Regions from separate parts of the Mus musculus genome. Here regions 1 and 3 are each linked to region 2. A link is a contact called in public capture Hi-C and targeted proximity ligation data. All regions are on one chromosome and are shown on one strand. The core of a region is the stretch at or near the end of the contact, and the rest is flanking DNA. Distances in the headings are between cores, read along the strand shown. Region 1 overlaps Ric1 (RAB6A GEF complex partner 1). Region 2 overlaps Gldc (glycine decarboxylase). Region 3 has its middle 11 kb from the start of Gm36126.

Evidence for each region. Capture Hi-C pulls out chosen DNA fragments and counts their contacts.
Region 1: a contact with region 2 is called in a capture Hi-C map of embryonic stem cells, with 2.6 times the contacts expected there. A contact is called at or near these places in 1 of 484 Hi-C or Micro-C datasets (cumulus cells), 1 of 130 datasets of targeted methods (pancreatic cancer cells) and 1 of 9 other capture datasets (embryonic stem cells).
Region 3: a targeted proximity ligation map of embryonic stem cells shows a contact between it and region 2, with 2.4 times the contacts expected there. A contact is called at or near these places in 3 of 130 datasets of targeted methods (bone marrow-derived macrophages, embryonic stem cells and pancreatic cancer cells).

Annotation. Positions count from the first base shown.
Region 1 is chr19:29,593,008-29,596,420 of GRCm38.p6, forward strand. It overlaps Ric1 (RAB6A GEF complex partner 1), which reads left to right. Exons shown (of 26, transcript NM_001081319.1): 18 at 1,792-1,908; 19 at 2,264-2,992. Among named protein-coding and RNA genes, the nearest start is that of Ermp1, 54 kb to the right of the region's middle.
Region 2 is chr19:30,095,164-30,098,690 of GRCm38.p6, forward strand. Gldc (glycine decarboxylase) reads right to left here. Exons shown (of 25, transcript NM_138595.2): 25 at 3,278-3,527. Among named protein-coding and RNA genes, the nearest start is that of Uhrf2, 66 kb to the left of the region's middle.
Region 3 is chr19:29,670,912-29,674,593 of GRCm38.p6, forward strand. No RefSeq gene overlaps it. Among named protein-coding and RNA genes, the nearest start is that of Gm36126, 11 kb to the right of the region's middle.

The sequences.
Region 1 (3,413 bases), core at 39-2,538, 500 kb before region 2:
TTCTGAACAGTCAGCAAGGGTCCTGAGAACAGAACTCACGTCCCCCGCAAGGTCAGTAAATACCCTTAACTGCTGAGGCACTGCTCCAGCAGCAGACCCCATTTTCCATACCTCACTTAGATCTTATACCATGAAGCCCTCTTTGGTTCAGACATGCCTTTTCTGTTCCGTCATCCCAGGTTGGCAGCAAGTTCTGTTTGTTTCTAAGTCAGACTAATCCCCCCTTACGATGAATGACATGACTTACCTGACAGCTGGCTGAAGGCAGTGTTTCTTAAACTCCCACTGTGTCCTTATTTAAGTGGAGGGAGTGGGTTTAACCGTGATAATTACAGACTCTTTAGCATTTGATTAAAATGTCCATAATAAAATACAGTAATTCGTCCTGACTAAGTGGGATTTTTTTAATGATTCTTTCATTTGAGAGGTATGCAAGGTGGTTTGTAGCTGCAGACCTCTGGGTCTGCGTGGAAAGGGTCTCTGGGTGCAGATGGGCAAGGAGTTGGCGAGTGACAGACAGACCAACACGCGAGATTGTGTAAAATCTGAATGTATTGTCACAAAGTGAACACCAGTCTTATATAGTACAGAAAATAAAGGGGGTAGGAAGTCACAGCAGGCAAAGTACATTGAAGTTGCCTGACACAAAACAAAGGAATGACTACAAAGGGACTTACAGGAACCAGGTAAAAGTTTACAGTAAGATAAAGCAGTCCTGCCTAGGGTCAGCTTAATGACAGGTAAGGAGCCCTGTGAAGGCTAGCACCAGGGGGTTCTGCTCTTAGCAGAATGCCCTCCTATTTCCTAGGCCTTGCTAAATTATTATATGAGTGTAACTTTTAAGTATCTGGAGAATCTTCATTTGTCAGAAGAATTCACCAACTTGCTTCTAATATGCAATGTAGCCTGTACTGAAGATTTCTATCTCAGTGGGATACCCTGGCTCTTTCATGCTAAACACTCTGCAGACCAGCTTTGAGCTGTTGGCTCTGTCTTTTGTAATGCTTAATTAGTTACTGAATAGGTAACTTCCTTCTGGCACATTGGAACACTGGTGGGGGCTTACATATGTCAGAATTCAATCTTAAAAGGCACTTATAATAAGATAATACTAAAAGAGAGCACGTGGATCCATACAGCAGACGAACTCAGAAATAGGGTATGAGTATACGGGTTAATGAGAACGCCAAAGCTCCAGGAGGTGAGTTTCCATGAAACTCTTTGCCTCCTGAGTGCTTCCAGGCTCCTCAGCCTGCCAAGCAGACTTCACTGGAGTGTGCGTGGCAGTTTGTATCCCGCTGCTGCCCAGCTAGGAGGTCATTCTCGCAGTTCCCAGTATAGCTCTTCTGTCCTAGCTACATGTGTCTGCTTACATTTCGTGCTTAGGTTAAAATATAATATTTTCCTACTACGTCTGACTTCCTGGTGTTTCATCCTTTTAACCCCTCTCTAGTGACAGCACCTAGATCACTGAGGTCATTTCCAGCGTGAGTGTGTGTGTGTGTGTGTGTGTGTGTGTGTGTGTGTGTGTGTGTGTGTGTGTGTGTTTGTGTGCGCGTGGAGTTCTCCTAGTTTTTTCAGGAGTTCTGCACTCATTGGTCACTAACCACATAATGTTATACTTTGTCTATCTTGTCCAGGAAACTTGTTTTCCCACAGAGCCTAGCAAAATGGCTGTGCATAGTGCAACCCCAGTAAATGCTGTTGGTTTGTTTAACCCATAAATTTTACTAGGTGGTGAGGAATGCCAAGATCACTATATGCCTAAAAATCAGTATTGATCAATTTCAGGCTCGTGATGCAGAGAGCATAATGCTGAACCTTGCGGGACAGCTCATCATGATGCAGAGGGACAGGTCAGGCCCGCAGATCCGGGAGAAGGACAGCCACCCTAACCAAAGGAAGCTTGTGAGTACAGCTAGACGGCACTTCCAGCCCGAGGAGGGACGGTGATGAGCTTAGGGTTTATGAGTAGAGCGGCTTAAGGGGAGAGTGGTGTGTTGTGACTTAGGCACCAAGAACATACATAAAGCTCATCTTACAAACCAGAGAAGTTGGTCATTGTAGGGGTTTTGGGTTTGTTTTTTTTTATAGATTTCAATACATATACTTTGAAAGATTACTATTATCTCTAATTCTAAATAAAGCCCCTTTAAAAAAAAAACACTTATTTTGAATGTCTACAAAGCTAGTACCTATGAACTTTAGAACCTCCATATTTAATAGGAAAACCAAACTTCAGCAATTCTTGTGTCTCCTTCAGCTGCCGTTCTGTCCTCCTGTTGTACTAGCCCAGTCGGTGGAAAATGTCTGGACTACCTGTCGAGCAAACAAACAAAAGCGTCACCTTCTGGAGGCCCTCTGGCTGAGCTGTGGTGGTGCGGGGATGAAGGTTTGGCTCCCTCTCTTCCCCAGGGATCATCGCAAGCCCCACTCCTTCCTGTCCCAGCGGATCATGCTGCCGTTTCATATCAACATTTACCCCCTGGCCGTTCTGTTTGAAGACGCGTTGGTCCTTGGTGCTGTCAACGACACTCTCCTCTATGATTCTCTGTATACCCGGAGCAGTGCCAGGGAGCAGCTGGAGGTGCTCTTTCCCTTCTGTGTTGTGGAGAGGACCTCTCAGATCTACCTCCACCATATCCTCCGCCAGCTCCTGGTCAGGAACCTGGGCGAGCAGGCGCTCCTCCTGGCTCAGTCCTGCGCTGCGTTACCTTACTTCCCTCACGTGTTGGAGCTGATGCTCCACGAGGTGCTGGAGGAAGAAGCTACCTCCCGGGAGCCCATTCCCGACCCGCTGCTGCCCACCGTGGCCAAGTTCATCACCGAGTTCCCCCTCTTCCTTCAGACAGTCGTGCACTGTGCCAGGAAGACTGAGTATGCTCTGTGGAATTACCTTTTTGCAGCTGTCGGAAACCCCAAGGATTTATTTGAGGAATGTTTGATGGCTCAGGATTTGGACACAGCTGCCTCTTACCTTATTATCTTACAGGTAACACGCGTCCTTATGAAGGGATAAGGATTAATGGTCTTAATTTTAGGAGGGAAAGGTATGTCCTTATGATAGGATTTATGGAATTATACTCTTATGGAATGGTCATATTTTCTCTGTGGTGTATGTCTTTCATTCTAAAGAACTCAGACTTGCCAAGTGACCAGAGATTTCCTTTTCCTTTACTGTTTTAAAAGTGACATTCCTAAATATTTTGGTTGGTTGTCCCTAAAAGGGCCTAAAACAGATTAATGATTTCAGAACATAATTTTAAATAACATTGAGTGTATACATATGTTCAGATGAGCATGTCCCTTCGCATATAGAAGTCAGAGGACTCTCAAGTGTTGACTCTTGCTTTCAGCCTTCTTTGAGACACTGTCTCCAGCTTTTCCCTTCTGCAGAAGCCAGGAAAGCTGGG
Region 2 (3,527 bases), core at 73-2,572:
AGGAAATCTTTTGCCAGTGTTTAGCACTAGATCCTGCGTCCTGTCACATTTTCTGAGCAAACCTTTGGGTGATTTGAGAACAAAAATCTAATTCTTATATAGAGATTTCTCACCCTCCTTAAGAAGTGGGAGAGGTTCTGGGAGACAGGTTTCTGAAGGTCAAACTTGACAGCTGTGACAGCAGCTGTGACACTCTTGAATAGGGACTAAGGGTCCTCGGGAGGGACAGACAGAATTATGAAAAGGGATGAATTACATCTGCTTAGATGGGAAGGACTAGGTCGTCCCAGCAGTGACTGTATACCACAAAGGCCCAGAACCCAGTAGCTGCTGGATGCCTCTGCAGTCTCAGTCTTCTGTCCACAGTCTAGAGGATTCCTAGAGAACCCCTGGTCTCCAGTCCACATTGGAAGGCTGAGAGAAGCGCTGGAGGGCAGCAGCAGCCATCAGCACAGAGCAGAAGAGTCACAAGCAAGCACAGAGGTGGGTAGAGGAGAGCTGCGTGCTTTGCATGTGGGCAGCCGATGGGAGGGAGGTGTTGCCGTACTCCTTCCTGGAAATGCCCTTCATGACCTGCCAGGGACAGACAAGTCTCCTAGCCGACTTTCAGATTCAGTCAAGGTTAACCATTTTGAGGAATGATAGAGAAAGGGTGAGATGGAGCAGTCGGTTCAGTGAAGTTGAATGGAAATCACATAAACAGGTAAAAGACACACCAGGGAAGAAAAATCTAGCGTTCCAGAAAGTTCTCTAAAGGATGAGGAGAAAAAGACAAAAGGAACTACCCAGAAGAGTGGCATGATATGATCACTGACAATATAGTTTCTTGGTCAGGTACTGGATTAACTAACGTGTTCCTTTCTAGGTGTAAAAGCCACCTGAAATGAGCAGTTTGGAAACTGAAAGGTCACCCTTTTGGAGCTCTGCAGGGCACTGGGCCATTTAATGGGTCAAGGGTGTTCCCAAGGCATAAGGATTTCATTGCTTCTATTATGAACCAGAGTCCTTGTATCCAGTCAGATGAGCCTTCCTGGAAGGGCCTGGGGCAGGAGGAGAGAGGGACACAGAGCATAGGACACAGGCACAGGCCTTTCTTAAAGGCACTTCTACACAGCTTTGTACTTAATGCAGCTCCATTGTACAGCCAAGGATAGCTGGAGGACTACTTTATGGTATGTGTGTGGCCAGAATAAGCAAAACTGTTTTTAATTAGGGGCACATTCTACTTGAAGCCAGGGGCTATCTTCAAGGCTGGGTGGCTTTGCACATAAAAAGAGCTGTTCAGCGCAGACACTGCAAGCTCACATGCAGGCTGATGACTCAGGATCAGGCCCTTTTAGTCACGTGATGCTCTAATTGAACACAGCATAGGAAACCCTTACTCTCTGCTGGAAATCCAGTGATCATTGTTCTCAGGGTTCGTAGTCTGAGGCAGAGAAAACAAAACACCGAATAATTAACAAAACTTGGTTTTTAAAAGGAAGGAACAAACAGTGAGAAGATCGAAGATAAAAAGTCACCCACTGGGACTGGAGAGATGGCTCAGTGGTTAAGAGCACTGACAGTTCTTCCAAAGGTCCTGAGATCAAATCCCAGCAACCACATGATGGCTCACGACCATCTGTAATGCTATCTGACGCCCTCTTCTGGTGTGTCTGAAGACAGCTATATTGTATTTACATGTAATAATCTTCAAAAGAAAAAAAATTATCCATTTCTCAAGGATCCAAGGAAGACCATTATGAGGCACTGAAATCCAGAGAACAGGAGCCAAGCAAAGTGTTGGGATTGCGGGGTGAGGGGTAGTGCTCCAGGTAGAAAATCCCTACAAGCAAAACCCAGAGGTGGGAGAGGACCAACGTAGCAGGCGTTAAACATAAGAGGTGCAATAGTCCAAGACAAGCAGTTAGTTACCTACGTTACATCCTGAAGGCATATAGAGGTGGCCAGCTGGGAAAGCAGCCTTAGCAACCACTGCAAGCACTTTAGTGAAACAGAACACTGCTGTGGCTTCCATTTTTCTCACAATGGTGCTTCCAGAGAAAGGACCACTGTGTTCAGATGCTGGCCGATGTTTCCTGCTCTTCAGATTTGCTGTTGCCATGGTAGCCTGGTCTCCTGTTTGGCTGTTAGGCCCTGGAGCAAATTCCTACCAAACACGTTACCTCCAGAATCTCTGCATGTTTTGTGACAGGCACATAGTACCTAAGAAGTGCTCAATAGCTATTAACTATTAGTGGAGGAAATGAAAAGCAGGGGTCCCGTTGTTTCAGTACTATTGTTAGGTTGAAATCGGTCTAGGTGCTTTTTATGTGTAATTATGTATGTGGACTATAGTGGAGAATTTCACAAGAGCACACAAACCTGTTCCAGTAGCTAGCATGAAACTTAGTGAATGTATAATTGTTGGGGTGACCCACCTGCAGGGAAGCAGGTGAAAGCCTCCCTCACAGCAACTCTTAGGAACTGTCAGGTGAGAAGATGGCAAGTGATGGAGGTAACTTCCTTGTGGCTGGCAGGCTAGCTAGCTACCCACCACAAACTCATCCTTTTCCTGTTATGGTTAATAACCGTTTCATCCTGTAGCTAGAAGTGAAGGATTGCTTGGTCCTGGAAACCTGACTAAGGTGACAAGGGAATGAAGAAAGGAAGGACAGACAGAAATGCTAGGATCGGGTGGGCCGTGCTTGTTCTGATGAAGTGGCACCAACTACATAAAATCCTGGAATTCCAGCGACTTTGTTATTTATGTTCAGCATGAGAAGGAGTTAGGTTGTCTCAATAGGGGGACTGACTGTGTAGGGACATTCTCAGGTTACATTCATCCAGACGGAGGGAGCTATGATTGCTAGTTTCTATACACACTACCAACATCTGCACATGGATCAGGACTCGGCCCGGTTCCTCACCTTGACATGGGTAAGGCTTTGCCTGTTCCCTTGAGTCGGAGGCACTGGTCCTTGTCAGTAGCAGGTTTACTTAGGACAAGATCCACTTCTTCCATGTTCATTCAAGGATTCTGCCCCTCCCCTTGGCTTGTTATCTCTGGGCTTCAAAGAAACTGCTACTTAATCTTCCGTAAGTTGAGGTTAAGTTACCTATGGCCCAAGATAAAAAGCGCCAGAGTGGCCTTCTCTAATAAGTAGGCTGTACAGATTGTCCTTAGCCAGTCAAAAGCAAGGGTGACTGTCCGTGAAAACGTGGCTGTTGGGCCGAGAGATCCCGCTACCCTTCAGCGTCCTGAGTGTGTATCATGGGTGTAAAATCAAATGGGAAATTCGCATTACTCAAACTCAGTTTTATTAGGACACTAATAAAAGCAGATAAAAAAAAAAGTCCGCACAGTGAAAGGAGGACACTTATGCTGTGACAGATCAGGCACATTAGTGAGGAGAATTCTTCAGTGTATAAAATGTAAACATTTGCCCTGGGGTTTCCCACAGAGGGCACAGTCCACGAGGACTTATTTGGAACAAAAAGAATGTCTATTGAATTCCCAGCATAGGCTCTGACTGCTGCAAACTTCT
Region 3 (3,682 bases), core at 665-3,164, 420 kb before region 2:
CCAGATCCCCTTTTTCTTTTAAAGTAAATTTTGGTGTGGATCTATGTAAGGAAAAGGTAGATGTGTGTATGTGCATGTGTATGTGTGTTTATATATGTGTGTGTGTAAGTGTATGTGTATATGAGTTTGTGTGTGTGTGTGTGTATGTGAGAGAGAGAGAAAGAGAGAGAGAGAGAGAGAGAGAGAGAGAGAGAGAGAGAGAGAGAGAGAGAGAGAGAGAGAGAGAGAGAGAGATGGGGGTGCAGCCACCACGTGTGTTGAGGTCAGACAACAGGCCTAAAAAGTTAGCTCTCTCCAAATTCTCGTAGGTTCCTGGAATGGAAGTAAGGCTTGCTAAGACAAGCACCTTCACCTGTTTAGTAATCTCACCTGTCCATTTATTTTTTAACCTGGTACTGTGTGACTTATTAATCCATCTCAAACCCAGATTTTGAAATCAGAAAGCTAAGAAGGGCTTTGTAAGAGCAACAGACCCTGAGGCAGAGGTTTGTAATTCAGATGGAATTCCTCCTTCTTTCAGAGTGTAGGGAAAGATAGAATCTTGTGCCCTCTCCTGTTGGTTTAGTGGCCAAGGGCTCAAAATTAAATCAACAATAACTAGATGAAAAGGTATTTGCCTTATCAATTTTTAAATTTTTTTTTTTTTTTTAAAGAATTGCTTCATTTTATTGGATACATATATGGAAACATTACCAGTTTTTTTTTTGTTTTTTGTTTTTTTTTTTAAAGATTTATTTATTATTTTATGTAAGTACACTGTAGCTGTCTTCAGACACACCAGAAGAGGGAGTCAGATCTTGTTACGGATGGTTGTGAGCCACCATGTGGTTGCTGGGATTTGAACTCTGGACCTTCGGAAGAGCAGTCGGGTGCTCTTACCCACTGAGCCATCTCACCAGCCCAATTTTTAAATTTTTTTCATCAATTTTTTCTTTATCAATTTTTTTGCTTTATCAAATTTTTTTTGCTTTATCAAATTTTTTATCAATTTTTTTTGCTTTATCAGTTTTTTGACTAATGCTTTTACTCATGAAGGGCTTCACAGAGAAGTGAAAGTTCATACAAACATTTTCAACAGAAGGTGGAGAAGAAACTACACGAAGAAAAGGGTACTGGGGCCTAAAAAGGTGAGCCACTGTAGACAGTGAATATATGTGGGCAGGAAAGGAAGGCTTGTTTTACATTGTTCATTCAAACTAATCTTAAGGCCAGGGCTTGGGCGATTATCATGGCAGGAGAGATGGGGAAATGTTTATATCCTACTTTAGGAGAAGGGGAGAAGGCAGAGAGTGCTACCAGGGAAAGCAGAGAGTGCTCCCAGTGGTTGCTCTTTTTCTCAAGTGCTTCCATCTCAAAATCATCAGTGCTCCCAAGTAGCATGTCTGAGAGTGCCATGTCCTGATCCACTTATGTTGCTGTCATCCTATGTCTGAACCCAGAGACCTGACAGCTCAGCACCAAGCCGTGCTTGTGCTTACAGGCACTACTACGCTCTGCTGACAAAGAAGCAGACGCCCTCGGTCAAGTGCAAAAAATTCTGCACTCAACCTAGGATGTGTTCCTAACTGTGGCTCATCCTAGAGAAACAAAGGCCAGGCAGGAGGCGTTAAGGAGGCCCTGGTAAGGGCCCCGAGCGACTGCTAGGTGCCTACCCCTCTCCTGCACACCCTGTCAGCCAGGAAGTGGTCTTCAAGTTTGAGTGTAAGAACCACCTAGAAGATTTATGTGCACAGCTCCCACGGCTTTGTTTCCAGAAAGCAGATGTAGGGTGCCCAGATGTTGCGCCCACCTCACTGCCTCGATGCTATGGGAACCCTGAGAACCCAGGGAGGACTCCTTATATACACCCCAGCACAGGGAAAAGCTGTGTCCTCCTGGGATTGGTCAGTCTGCCGGCACCTTAATTTGCATGCACCCGATTGGGAGGGGTTGGCGCCAGATTCAGGCTAGCGCCTGCGCAGTGGTGTTGTTTACGGCGATGGTGTACCGGAGCGCCATCTTTTAGGCGCTGGCTGCCTACACCCAGATAGTTGCATTTCTAACGAGCCTCCAAGGTTTCTGTTGTGGGTCAGGGGGGGTCTACATTCAGTAGCACTGTCCCAAGGCTAGGACTGTCCTTCTGCTGGTTAGCTGAGAGGGGAACTTCTGTGGGTAATGTGTCACTGGAGACTGGTGGGAAGAGACGGCCTATGCTTATGTCTGTTAAGTATATGCTAGAAAGAAAATGGTTCATCTTTTCCACACACTGTGAGCATTAGCCAGGATTCTAGCTGGAAACAGATGGTGCCCTTAAAAGGGATAGGAAAGGCACTATTTACAAAGGTGTGGTCAGAGAGGATAGAGAAACCTCGGAACCCAAGGACCACGGGACTCTATCACGACCCTCTGCCTACAGAGACAAGGACCAAGGATGGGGGTTGGGTGGGGTGGGAGTGGGGCAGGGTGGGTCGTGGGGGAGGTGCAGACAAAACACTACCTAGCGTAAGCAAGGTTTCCTTGGGATTGCATCGAAGCATGACATGACAGATCGATAGGGGATGGACAGTCAGGCCGGCAGACAGACAGACAGATAAAGACAATAGCTATACTTCCAGGAAGCTGTGCCAGTAAAAGTATCTTTTAGGGGGCACAGGCTAAGCAAGCGTGTGTCAACGCGGGTGTCCCCAGCCTTCTGACATTGTGACGTGATACTGTCATCTCTGAAGTTTACACTAAGGAACAGTGAAACCGAGTTAATTTAAAAAAAAAAAAAAGTCACACAGGGGCTCGCTGGCTCACTACTTAAGGGGATAAGGAAATGCCCAGACTGACAACCTTGGTTTGATCCACAAACTCCCACGTGTTAGAAGGAGAGAAGTGACTCCTACAAGGCCCCCTCTGATTCCCATGTGTGCCATAGCACATACATGCCCTCCCCTTCCAAATAAATGCTTTTAAAAATTGCACAGCAAGGGGCTAGAGAGATGGCTCAGTGGTTAAGAGCACTGACTGTTCTTCCAGAGGTCCTGAGTTCAAATCCCAGCAACCACATGGTGGTTCACACCATCTGTAGTGAAATCTGATGCCCTCTTCTGGTGTGTCTGAAGTCAACTACAGTGTACCTTATAAATAAATAAATTTTTTTTTAATTGCAAAGCACATTTTTCAGTGTGTATTGGGCTTGTCTGTATAGATATCCTGGGACGTGTGTGCACCCGTTAGAAGTCTGACTGGGCATTAGATACAGTTAAGGCTTACTCAAAGGAGTTACAAAGTCATTGCAAGAACCCAGTTACCCAATACTGGGCCATTGTTCCTAAAGTAAAAGCAGGGTGAGGTGCTATGGGCCTCCAATTCCAGCATGGGAACTGACTAAAGTCTGTGAGGATGTCCTGGATGCAGAAGATTGTGGCGTGAAGGGCTCTGAGCAGGTGCCTGGAGCCCAGTCTAGGGCAAGCTGGGAAGGTGAGGGACCAAGCCAATGAATAAAGGCATTTACATTTCTGTGACTCTGAGAAGTGACAGGGGTCCGGTCACGTGGGAGCTGGCACTAGCAAGGACCCTCAGGACTTGCAGAGAAGAACTAGTCAGGATGTCCTAGAACTGTTGGCTTTCGAGCTCCTTCTCTAAGAAAGGCAGAGGCCCCTCTCATCCCTCCCGACCCTCGGTACAGGCTACACAGTGCTGGGAAACCTTCCAAGTG